Linked DNA regions of Mus musculus: region 2 is linked to region 1. Evidence: chromatin contacts called from public HiChIP or PLAC-seq data. All regions are on one chromosome and are shown on one strand. The core of a region is the stretch at or near the end of the contact, and the rest is flanking DNA. Distances in the headings are between cores, read along the strand shown. Region 1 has its middle 30 kb from the start of Gm39095. Region 2 overlaps Fgfr2 (fibroblast growth factor receptor 2).

What was found. HiChIP or PLAC-seq counts read pairs in DNA pulled down with a chosen protein or histone mark.
Region 2: an H3K4me3 HiChIP or PLAC-seq map of embryonic basal ganglia shows a contact between it and region 1, with 3 times the contacts expected there. The contact joins two enhancer-like sites. A contact is called at or near these places in 1 of 484 Hi-C or Micro-C datasets (nephron progenitors) and 1 of 115 datasets of contacts at active chromatin or transcription factors (embryonic basal ganglia).

The regions. Positions count from the first base shown.
Region 1 is chr7:129,838,083-129,843,961 of GRCm38.p6, reverse strand. No RefSeq gene overlaps it. Among named protein-coding and RNA genes, the nearest start is that of Gm39095, 30 kb to the right of the region's middle. Within about 2 kb of position 1,596, at least 41 of the 459 cell types and tissues checked have an H3K27ac peak or open chromatin away from gene starts, as enhancers often do. A contact at or near this core is called in embryonic basal ganglia, where this site is marked.
Region 2 is chr7:130,213,833-130,220,009 of GRCm38.p6, reverse strand. It overlaps Fgfr2 (fibroblast growth factor receptor 2), which reads left to right. Exons shown (of 18, transcript NM_010207.2): 6 at 889-1,012. Among named protein-coding and RNA genes, the nearest start is that of Fgfr2, 50 kb to the left of the region's middle. Within about 2 kb of position 4,104, at least 95 of the 459 cell types and tissues checked have an H3K27ac peak or open chromatin away from gene starts, as enhancers often do. A contact at or near this core is called in embryonic basal ganglia, where this site is marked.

The DNA.
Region 1 (5,879 bases), core at 347-2,846:
GAGTGAAGGGGAGACAGACATCAGGCTTTCTCACTGTAGGGGCTGAGGGGTGTTTCCCTCAGTCATTCCCCATCTTAGTTGTTGGCACTGGGCCTCCTATGAAACTCACTGATCCAGCTATACTGTCTGGCCAGCACAATCCAGTCATCCTCTCTCCACAGCCCCAATTCTGGAATTTTAGGCATGCAGCACTATACCCCACTTTAAAAAAAATAAGGTTTATTTATTTTTACGTGTGTGTGTGTGTGTGTGTGTACATGCCTAGTCCATGTATGTAGGTATCTGCAAAGTCCAGAGAGAATGCTGAATCCTGGAACTCGTTACAGGTGGTTATGAGATACCCAACATGGGTGCTGAGACCTGAACTCGGGCTCTGTGTAAGAGCAGTTAGTGCTATAAGCTGCCAAGGATCTCCCCAGCGGCATCACCTAGCTTTATAAATGTGAGTTCTGGGCTGAGGGGGCTTGAACTCGGGTCCCTATGCTTACATGGCAAGTGTTTTACCTACTGAGCCAGCTCCCGGCCCAGAGGGCCTCGATTCTGTGTCTCTCTTTGTACAGCAAATGATTTCATCTTAATGGTGGCCACCTGCAGCTTTTCCTTGGGGAACTTCAAAGCATAACTCTGCTGATGTGTGCAGAGATGCAATACCCGGGCATCCACCTTTGCCCTCTCTAGCCCATGGCATCCCCTGACCGATGACCTTCAGGACAAAAGTATAAGAACCTAAGATGGCTCAGTTCTGAAGCTTCACTTAGCTTTAGGAATTGGTGTTTCTTCTGTTGCTTTTTCTCTCTTCTTCCTGTCCCCGTTTTTTCACATCTGCCACTTTCTTTCACTTGAAACCTTGGCATCTTTCCTGCCCACATCTTGAGGACTTTTTCTGTCTAAGACATCATCTTTTAGAAAGAATGCCCATGACCAGTCTCTCTTTGGAGCATCTGACTTCAGTCTACTGAAAGCTTCACTCAGAGTGTATGGCTCAGATACAGCTCTGAGCTGCTGGGTGGAGTAGATGAGAGCCATGCTCAGTTCATGGGAGAATGTCTTAGGAAGGCCATCAGTTTACCCGCTAATCCCTATAGCAACGCATGCTTGGTGATGTGTTAGAAGACAGTAATCCGTGGGGAGACAGAGCTGTGGTTTTGTAGCCTTTGGGTTTCAAAACAGGATCTCTTAATAAAATCATCATGAAGCACTGGAAGGGGAATCTAATCAGCACAGACAGTTCTAGGGCCACATGGTACCATTCCTGGGCCACGTGGTACTCTTTTGTGGCTGGGATTCTAATGAGGGCTTCTGAGATTCTGAGCGAGGCGCCTATGCGTTAATTCACCAGCTGCAATTACAGACTGATTAGGGGAGAACATAAATAATTACAGCACAAGGAATGCATCCACAGTAACTGCTTTGTGTGTGCCTACTGTGTCTCAGCTTCTCTCTCATTACTGAGAGGGTAAGTGAGAATTAAACATTCACACCATTGTGGTGCCGTGTGCCATGGTCCATTGTTCCCGGGATCTGTTTGTCATCGCTCTGGTGTCAGTGTACACACAAGGGACAAAGTTTGCTGATTCAGCCCATGACTTTATTTGCAGCTATCTAACCCAACAAAGGACCATTGTTTTCAACCATGAAGACACAGGCTGAGCTCAAAGGTAGAATGCCTGGTGGTTAAAAAGAAACTTTTCTCAGGTACTTGTAAAGAATAAAGTCTTGCTTGTTGATGAAGACTGAGACATGAAAGGAAAGGTCAGGGGTTGTCTCTGTCACTCATCTTGGTGTCTGTGGTTGTAGGGACATTTAAACAGAAGGAAATCTGGCCATCATAAAAGTGTATAGGTGAGCTTACTTACTATAGCTGGGCATATACCAGTAAGTGTGCGTAAGGAAGTGTCAGAAGACAGGGCTCCAAGCATACCATGGGGAGGATGACCTCAAGTTTTGCAACTACATCCCCACAAGATTAACCATCACAGTACCTGTTCCTACTCTTCCTATTCTCTTCCTTCTTTCCTGGTCCTCCTCTTCCTCCTCTTCCTCCTCCTCCTCCTCCTTTTCCTCCTCCTCCTCCTCCTCCTCCTCCTCCTCTTCCTCCTCCTCCTCCTCCTCCTCCTCCTCCTCCTCCTCCTCCTCCTCCTCCTCCTCCTCCTCCTCCTCCTCCTCCTCCTCTTTCTCCTCCATCTCCTAAGGTCACCCAGGACCTTATTAAGTCCTCAGTTCCTTGTATGTACAGCCAGTATCTCTCCACCTCCTGCTTCCTTGGTTCTCCAAAGTCCCTTTCTCTTTAGAATAAGCAAATGGACTGAGCCTCGTGGTGCAGTAGTTCCAGCTACTCAGGAAACTGACACATTGGCAATAGCTTCTAGTGTTCTGATAGCATCGATGGGACTCTGCTGATCGCTGACCAGAAAAGGGTAACCCATACCCAGTGTGGCGGAACTTTCTATTTGATAGCCAATTGTGTCTGGGGGTGACATTTTTCTACCCTGTTTTAGGATAACTAAATTTAAAGTCTATATGTACAGCTATATCTATATTGGTATTTGTGTTGGTATCTATATATCTATCCATATTAATCTATATTATATCTATCTATATGTTCCCATAGCAGTAAGTTCAAAAGTCCTTAGTGGTAGCTATCCCTCCTTATACTCCTTCTGTGCTGCTCTCCCATCCACACTCCACAAGTCCATTTTGTTCAATTATTTTCTTACCTTCTTCATAGCACTCCCACTGCCCCTTACTAGTTTTCTTCTTTCTTTGAGTACTCTAGTTTAACGCACATATCTAAAGACTCAAAGCTAGCATCCATTTATGAAAGAGAACATGCACCATGCCATTGCCTTCCTGGATCTGAGCTACCTCCAGACTGATGGCTTAACTTCTTTTTATTTATGTACAGATTTCATGAATTCATTTTTCTTTACAGATGAATACTACTCCATTGTGTATATGAAAGGCATTTTTTTTATTATCCATTCATCAGGTATTGAACATCAAGGTTGTTTCCAATCCATGGCTATTACTGGATGAACCAGAAATGAGGCTCTCTGTAGAAGGATATAGAGTTTCTTGCTTTTTGAGGAAGCTACACACTGGTCTCCATAGTGGCTGCACTAGTTTGCACTCTCACTAGCAGTGAGTAAATGTTCCCTTTCTCTACAGCCAAGCCAACATTTGTTATCTTTTGGTTTTGTAGGTTTTTGTTTTTTTATCTTAGACATCCAGACTGGGGTAAGATAAAAATTCAAAGCATTTTTAATTTGCATGGCCACGATGAATAAAGGTGTTGAACCTTTAAAAGAATATTTCTCAACCGCGTATTCCTCCTTTTAATAGCTCTCCATTTTGCTTCATGCCACATTTAATTGGGTTGTTTTTTTGGTGTTTGGTTTCTGAGCACTTTGTCTATTCGAGACACCAGCCTTCTATAAGATGTACTGCTGGTGAAGCTTTCCCCCCTCATTTTGTCGGCTGCCTCTTCACTCAAATGATGATATCCTTTGCTGGGAATCCATTTTTTTTTCAATTGTTAAGTGCAATGTTTATGTCAACAGGATGAACAGCTATGTCAACAGTTGAAGTGTACTCCTCTTTTTTCCTCTATCAAACTCAGGGGATCAGGTCCTAGGTTGAGATTCTTGATCCATTTGAGTTGAGTTCTGTACAGGCTGAGAAATTAGGATTTAGTTTAATTTTTCTGCATGTAATTACCCAGTTTGACCAGTGCTATGATTTGAAGATACTATCTTTTCTCCGAGTGTGTACTTTTGGCTTCTTTGTGAAAAATAAGGTGGCTGTAGAAGCTTTTAATAGAGCCATTGTATCCAACTGCTCTGTTAACGTGTGTTATACTCTCTATATACAGATTTTTGTGTTTAAGATTTCATAATTATGGAAATTGAAGCTGAGTACTTCTACCTATATAATGTTCCTCAGTTAAACTTACCAATTAATATTTATTTATATATTTACTTATATATTTATAGTGAAAAATAAGTTTATTCATTATCAAGACTTGAGAGAACTAGATCATCTTCTTTGAAGAGATAACACTCAAACTAGATGATGTGAAGATGTGAGGCCTGTGCACATGCTGGGGGAAATGTGCTCTCCCCAGTGGGGGAGTGGAGGAAAAAGGAATGTGCTCCATCTGACTGAGGATACCAAGAGGCCATAATGCCTGGGACACAGCTTGGGGACAGAATCAAGGGATAAAGGCAGATAGGATCCTATCATTTGGAGTCTTTCAGGGTAAGGCAAAACCCTTGGATCCAAAGAGGTCCATATAGAAACAGAAGGTACTGGTGGGTGGGTATGGGGGACTCTTGGTATAGCATTGGGAATGTAAATGAGCTAAATACCTAATAAAAAATGAAAAAAAAAAAAAGAAACAGAAGGTACTCTACCCAATTTATTCTACGAAGCCACAATTACTCTGATACCTAAACTACATAAAACCCAACAAAGAAAGAGAACTTCAGACCAATTTCCCTTATAAATATCAATGCAAAAATACTCAATAAAATTCTCGCAAACTGAATCCAAGAGCACATCAAAACGATCATCCATCATGATCAAGTAGGCTTCATCTCAGGGATGCAGAGATGGTTCAATATATGGAAATCCATCAACGTAATCCACTATATAAACAAACTCAAACACAAAAACCACATGATCATCTCAGATGCTAAGAAAGCATTTGACAAATTCCAACACCCCTTCATGATAAAAGTCTTGGAAAGATCAGGAATTCAAGGCCCACACCTAAACATAATAAAAGCAATATACAGCAAACCAGTAGCCAAAATCAAAGTAAATGGAGAGAAACTTGAAGCAATCCCATTAAAATCAGGGACTAGACAAGGCTGCCCACTATCTCCCTACCTATTCAATATAGTACTTAAAGTCCTGGCCAGAGCAATTAGACAACAAAAGGAGATAAAAGGGATACAAATTAGAAAGGAAGAAGTCAAAATGTCACTATTTGCAGATGATATGATAGTATACTTAAGTGACCCCCAAAATTCCACCAGAGAACTCCTAAACCTGATAAACAACTTCAGCAAATTAGCTGGATATAAAATTAACTCAAACAAATCAGTGGCATTCCTCTACACAAAGGATAAACAGGCCAAGACAGAAATTAGGAAAACAACACTCTTCACAATAGTCACAAATAACATAAAATACCTTGGTGTGACTCTTATACAGAAAGGTCTGTATAAGAACTTCAAGTCTCTGAAGAAAGAAATCAGAAAATCTCAGAAGATGGAAAGATCTCCCATGCTCATGGCTTGGCAGGATTAATATAGTAAAAATGGTCATCTTGTCAAACGCAATCTACAGATTCAGTGCAATCCCCATCAAAATTTCAAGTCAATTCTACACAGAGTTAGAAAGAGCAATTTTCAAATTCATCTGGAATAACAAAAAAACCTAGGATAGTGAAAACTATTCTCAACAATAAAAGAACGTCTGGTGAAATCACCATCCCCAACCTCAAGCTGTACTACAGAGCAATTGTGATAAAAACTACATGGTATTGGTACAGTGACAGGCAGGTAGATAAATGGAATAGAATTGGAAGACCCAGAAATGATCCTACACACCTATGGTCACTTGATCTTTGACAAAGGGGCTAAAACCATCCAGTGGAAAAAAGACAGCATATTCAACAAATGGTGCTGGCTCAACTGGCCATTGGCATGTAGAAGAATCCAAATTGATCCATTCTCATCTCCTTGTACAAAGGTCAAGTCCAAGTAGATCAAGGACCTCCACATGAACCCAGATACACAGAAACTAATAGAAAAGAAAGTGATGAAGAGCTTCGAGCACATGGGCACAGAGGAAAATTTCTTGAACAGAACACC
Region 2 (6,177 bases), core at 2,855-5,354, 370 kb before region 1:
AGCCACGGCATACCATTGCTCTTGTTCTCAGGTGCATCCAGGGACAGGTGCCCCGCCTTCTGTTCTTTAGAAGGGCATGGCTCTGAAGTGCCTTTCCCCACTGCCTAGTTAAGTTCTCATAAGATGAGAACATTAGAACCTCATGTGAGCTGACAAGCTGTGGGCGAGAGTCATAATAGCTTAGTTTTACGTGCGCTTCTTATCTTTGGAAAGTCTCAAGATATTTACAAACAAACAGCAACTTGGAGTCCTTGCTCCCATGTCTGGAATTCTGGGAATACCAGGAACACGTGCCATTTATTTATCTCCCCATCAGGGAGGGGAAGGGACAGACCCCTGGTCCCAGTGAAAACACATACTGTCCACATATCTGGGGACCCAGAGAATGAAACAAACAGCCTTAGGAACAATAATAGATCTGACCCAAGGGCTTCTTGGAGGAGTTAAATTAGCTAAGGCAGAGGGTGTGGCACAGCCAGTGATCACCACTGTTGGCTCTAGGTGATTACGTGGTGCTCTGGGGACTGCAGGCTCCTGGTGGGAGGATGGCTACCTCCCAGTGAGGTATGACATCGTGAGGCTTACTGGTTGGACTTCTTGGCCATGTAGGTTCTCCTAATGGAACCTTAAATCTAAGACAAGGACACACGTTCACAGGCTCCTGAATACCAGCCTGCCTAGGGAAAGCTTTCTGAATATTAATTGTAGGGCAGTTTACAAATCCTGTCCATTCTCTGCTTCCACCAACTTCCTGGGCATTTGAACCCAGGCTGTGTGCATGCTGAACCTGCTCATGGCCATGAGCTCAACTCCGATCCAGCCAATTCCATTCATACTGCAATGAATGGTGCTCTGTGATAAAGAGCCTCCTTCCTTTGCCTCTTTCAGGTACGAAACCAGCACTGGAGCCTTATTATGGAAAGTGTGGTCCCGTCAGACAAAGGCAACTACACCTGCCTGGTGGAGAATGAATACGGGTCCATCAACCACACCTACCACCTCGATGTCGTTGGTGAGTTTGCCTTCTGGCTTGACTCCTTTCAAACCATAGCAGCGAGATTATTTTTTACCTTACAATTAAGGAGAATTGGCTTGTCTCCTTTTTGTATCCATAAGATGTCATCTGAGAAGGTCTCGTCTGTCGTATGACTGTGTTCTGTTTCCTGGGTAGCCAGGTTTTATGGGCTTGGGGGAGATCTTCTTGGCCCCTAAGCATTACTTTTTTTTTTTTTTATCAGGTAGATGTGGTATAAAACATTTCATTTTGGAAGTTAAGATTATGTTGAATATTCTTGGTACGTGCAAGGGAAGCTTTAATTATGTTTGTGTGTGTCTGTGTGGATGTGTCTGTGTGGATTATGTGCAAGTGAGTGCAGGTGCTTTTAGTGGACAGAAGAGGGTGCTGGGTTTTCTGGAGCAAGAGTTCTAGGAAGTTGTGTACCACCAATGTGGAGGTTGGAAACAGAACTCAGGTCCTCTGGGAGAGCAATGCGTGCTCTTAGCTGCTGAACCACCTTTCCAGCCATGGGAAATGTTGTTTTTAAAAGAGAGGCAACAAACATTGGTTAAAGAAGGGCAACTTATCATACAAAGAGTAAAGAAACAGTTAATTTAATGACTGAGTCCCTGTCTGGCTGGAAGAAAAAAGTCAATGTCAGAAATGGTCCTTAGGTAGCTCAATGCTTATTCCTGGAAGACATTTCTCTGAGCCAAAGGAACCACCTATGTTTGAGACTCACAAATAGGTTTTTGTCACAGTGCACCCATAAGCGGATCATTTTTCATTTCCCATCTTAAGGTTACACAGCCTGTAGTTCCAGAACAGGACATTTCTTCCCAAGTTTTCCTGGTTATCATGAGTTTGTATCATGACTACTGATGAGATTTGATTGGCTGCTACTTAAGTTATTTTTCTCATTGTTGCACAGAATACTTAACAAAAGCAACTTATGGAAGGAAGGGTTCATTTGGGTTCCCAGTTTGAGTCCATCATAGTGGGCAAGGCACCTGGTCACACTGAATCTGCAGTCAGGAAACAGATGAATACTAGCACCCAGGTCACCTTTCTCTTCTTGTATAGTACACCTAATGGGTAACCCCCTTTTGGGGTGGGTCTCCCCACCTTTATTAATTTTATTAATTCCTGACAAACTTGCCCAGAGGGTTGTCTGGAGGGTGATTCTAGGTCCTGTCAAGTTGATAGTTAGTGTTTGCCCCACTGTTCCTGACAGGAGTCTACAGCTGGGACTCCTCTATGTCACAGAATTGGTGGGTTCGGATCTCTTCCTGTAGGAGCTTTCTGTGTTCCGACTTGTCAGGCACAGTGACACTTGGCTTCTCTCTCCTTGGTCATTTCTTTGGGTTACTCTTAGGTGTGCAGATTGATGACTGAGGAGTCAATCCATTTTGATTTCTCTCGGGTGACAAGGTGACAAACAGATCCACCCACTGTAAACACAGACTCTGCTACATCATTTTGTCTGCATGCATGGCCCCGAGTATTCTCTTACTTATGGATATTTCTGTCTCTTTCATAAGATGCAAACTGTTTGAAGGGAAATTCTGCAAATGCTTGAATTACCCAAGAACCAATAAAAGCCTCCCTCAATACAGGATTAACCAAACCGCATAGATTGGTTGAATTGAAGATTTAGGTTGACTAAAAGTTAAACATTTTACTGTCTGGTTAAGTGAGGTTACACTCACAAAACTTCCTTTCAAAGCATAGCATGTAGTCTTAACTTACGTATGGGTGTAAACCTCCAATGTCAAGAGTATGAGTTATTCAGGAGCCTTAGTGTGCAATTTGATAGGGCACTGTGTAATATTTATCCTATAACTATTCATAACAGAGTATCAGAGCCTTCTTTTATTTCTTACTTTTTTTTTTTTTTTTTTTTTTTTGGTTTTTCGAGACAGGGTTTCTCTGTATAGCCCCTGGCTGTCCTGGAACTCACTTTGTAGACCAGGCTGGCCTCGAACTCAGAAATCCACTTGATCCACTTGCCTCTGCCTCTGGGATTAAAGGCATGCGCCACCACCACCCAGCTTATTTCTTACTTTTTATTTATTTTTATGTTTTTTTTGTTTTTTTTTTTTTTTTTTTTTTTTTGAGATAGAGTCTTTCTTATGTAGCCCAGGCTAGCCTTGAGCTTGTGGTGTAGTTGAGGATGAACTTGAACATTCCTGGCCCACATGCCCTCATCCCTGGTTTGTGTCCCCCACTTTCCCATCCTCAGATACTGAGGGCTGACATTAGGCAGCTACTCTATCACTGAGCCATCTTCCAGACATTTTTGAAAATATGTATATTATCAGTTGAGATGAGATCTTGTTAAGTTGCCCAGTCTCAGGTCAACGTTTCCATCTTCTTTCTGCCTCAGCATCCTGACTGGTACCTCCTCTTAAGACCTGCATCACCAGACCTTTGGTCTTGTTTCTTATAGAGACATTTGTGGTATGCTAGACTCAGATATTTTAGTAAACACACACACAGAGGAGTGACGTGTGAGAGGATTTCTTTTGTCACAAATGGCTCTAAATCCGTTCATCAAAGGGCACATGACTGGGATTTACTTCAGTCTGCGGGGACAAAAATCTGACATGGACTGTTTGCATTAAGAATGCCAGATTTGGGGCTAAAAGTTCTGAATACTTAATTTTAAAATTAAGTAATTTATTACAGAGAGAAAAAAAAATTGTTCTGTAGGAGTCCTTTGAGATTGAAGCCTAACACAGGTCTACAAATTATTCATGGTTGGGGCCATTCCAAGAATTGAGGAGTCAAGGCAGGGCCGCTGTCGCCCCAGGGTCTTGCTTACAGCAGGTTTTAGCTTGAGTTGTTGTGTTAAACATTCAAAAGCCCCCGTGCCCCACCTCCCCTTTGAGCTCTCTGGCAGCTCGTCCCTGTGAAAGCTCTGAAGTCTCTCTCCGAGTTTAGGGCTGGGATTTGAATGGACCTGCTGAATAATGGAGCTGGGCTGTCTAATGTTAATCCCCTGGCAATCAGTCTTGCTGAAAAGAGCATATGATTCAGTGGTGTGATGTGGAGGGAGCGTGGAGTGTATGGAGTAATGCAGAGAGAGGCCTGATTATGTCACAAGTTTGGGAGATCGCCCAGCTCAACCCGGGCCAATAATGACACAATGCTGGTTGGGAATATCCATCAAAGCACAACTCTAGTGATTTTTTTTTCTAAGTCTTAAGCCTTCTTTATAAATACTCAAAAGTCAGTGGAATATAAGACATTTTCAGTAAAGTTCGAGGTGTGAAATTTTCTCTCTCTCTCCCTCTCTCCCTCTCTCTCTCTCTCTCTCTCTCTCTCTCTCTCTCAAAACCTCAGCGTGCTTTGGAGAGCTTCTAATAAAACGAGAAGTGAGTCAGCCAGAGTCTCGTAGAGACTTACAGGGCTGGCAGTCGCTCTGAACATCTTGGCAAGTGGAAACAGAAAAGATTCAGGCGTAGGCAACAAACTCCTGGTGGCCCTGGAGCCCAAATGCTCTACTTTGCTATGTGGTAACAGGGTCTCAGTTGCCGCTGTACTTCACAGAAAACTAGAAACGGTTGCCAGAGAACGGAAGGCCTGGCTCTTGCCGCACTGCCTCTGTGCTCGCTCCGTCTGGGGTTCAGGTATTGGTAGGAAGCATCAAGACTGAACGCTCCACTCCTGCACCCCCACAAAAAAGCCGTGAAGCTGTATGATTTAAGTGATGCTCTTGTGTCCTGGAATAAAACAGCGGGCCATTGTTGTGTGCGAGGGGATAGCTCTAGCCTCATTAAAATTGACACTATTACTTTGCAGCCATTTACAGCAAAGGAAAATTAGCAAGAAGCTCCAGGCCTTGGTGACTGTGGCAATAATAAAACAGCCCGCCAGGTAAATGGCTACAGGAGGCAGTGAGCCTTCAGTGTGATAGCTCAGTGGGGATGCTAAAGCCCTTGATCTGACGGATGGCCCACCACCACCAACTGGCGCCTAGAAGTCATTAACTCTTTTCAACATCTCTTGGGTCTGACCCAAGAACCGAGGCCCTGGCATGTTAGGAACAAATACAGCTTGGTGCAGCGATAAGAGTAGCCAGCCTAATGTCAGAAACATCTGGGCACCAGGAGAGCTGTCAGGCTCTCCTGAACCTGCAACATTGGAAAGAAGATGTTTGTCTCACTTGTTTGATGGCCGTGTTAGTGCCTTAAAACTGCTGTAACAAGTGTCCCCACATGGATTACTCTTTAATAACTTTTGGTAGTCTTAACTGGAAGAAGTGTGTCTGTGTGCGTTTGTGTGTGTGTGTGTGTGTGTGTTTGTGTGTGTGTGTGTGTGTGTTTATGTGTCTAGGAGTGTATGGATGTTAGAGGTCAACTTTGGTGCTAGTCCATAGGAGTCTTTCGCTCCTCCTCCTCCTCCTCCTCCTCCTCCTCCTCCTTTTCTTCACAAGGTCTATCACTGCGACCTTGAGCTGAGCAATTAGGCTAGTCTGACTGGTCAGTGTGTCTGTGCCATCTCAGCTCTGGGACTGCAAGCATACATCGTTCTGTTTGGCTGTTTTACATGGATTTGGGGGAACCCAACCCAGATTCTCATACTTGAAAAGCAGGTGTTTTCCTGATTGTGCCATCTCCTGAGCCCCACAAATCTTAATTAGGCAAACTGAGTGCCATCTGGGGACCAGTGGGTGAAGTTCTCTTTCCTGCTGACTTGGCATCTTTGGGTAATGCTGTCATCTTAGACTGGTTTGGTTGCTTGGCTTGCAGAGCATCACAGAGCCTCCTTACTCCTCCTTCCACCCCTCACCCCATCTCAAGGCTGAGGAGATCTGGGTCCAGCAGGAGTTGGTGATACGTACAAGGACTTGGAGAAGACGCTCCTGTAGGCCTCTCAGACCTGGTCCCCTTGCCTCTACTTCAGATGATTAGTTTCAGGCAAGGGGGAGATGGCTCAGTGGGTAAAGCACTTGCCAAGCAAATGGACTTGAGAACTAGAGGACAGGAGTTTGGATCCTTAGAACCCAGGCACATGCTGGGTCATTTCCAGCCCTGGAGGGCGGAGACAGGCTCCTGTGAGTAGGCTAGCTAGTGAGATTGGCTATGTCTGGGAGTTCCCTGTTAGAAAGACCCTGCCACAAAGAATATGGTAGAAAAATAAATCAAGGAAATTCCTGATATGAACCTCAGTCTGCC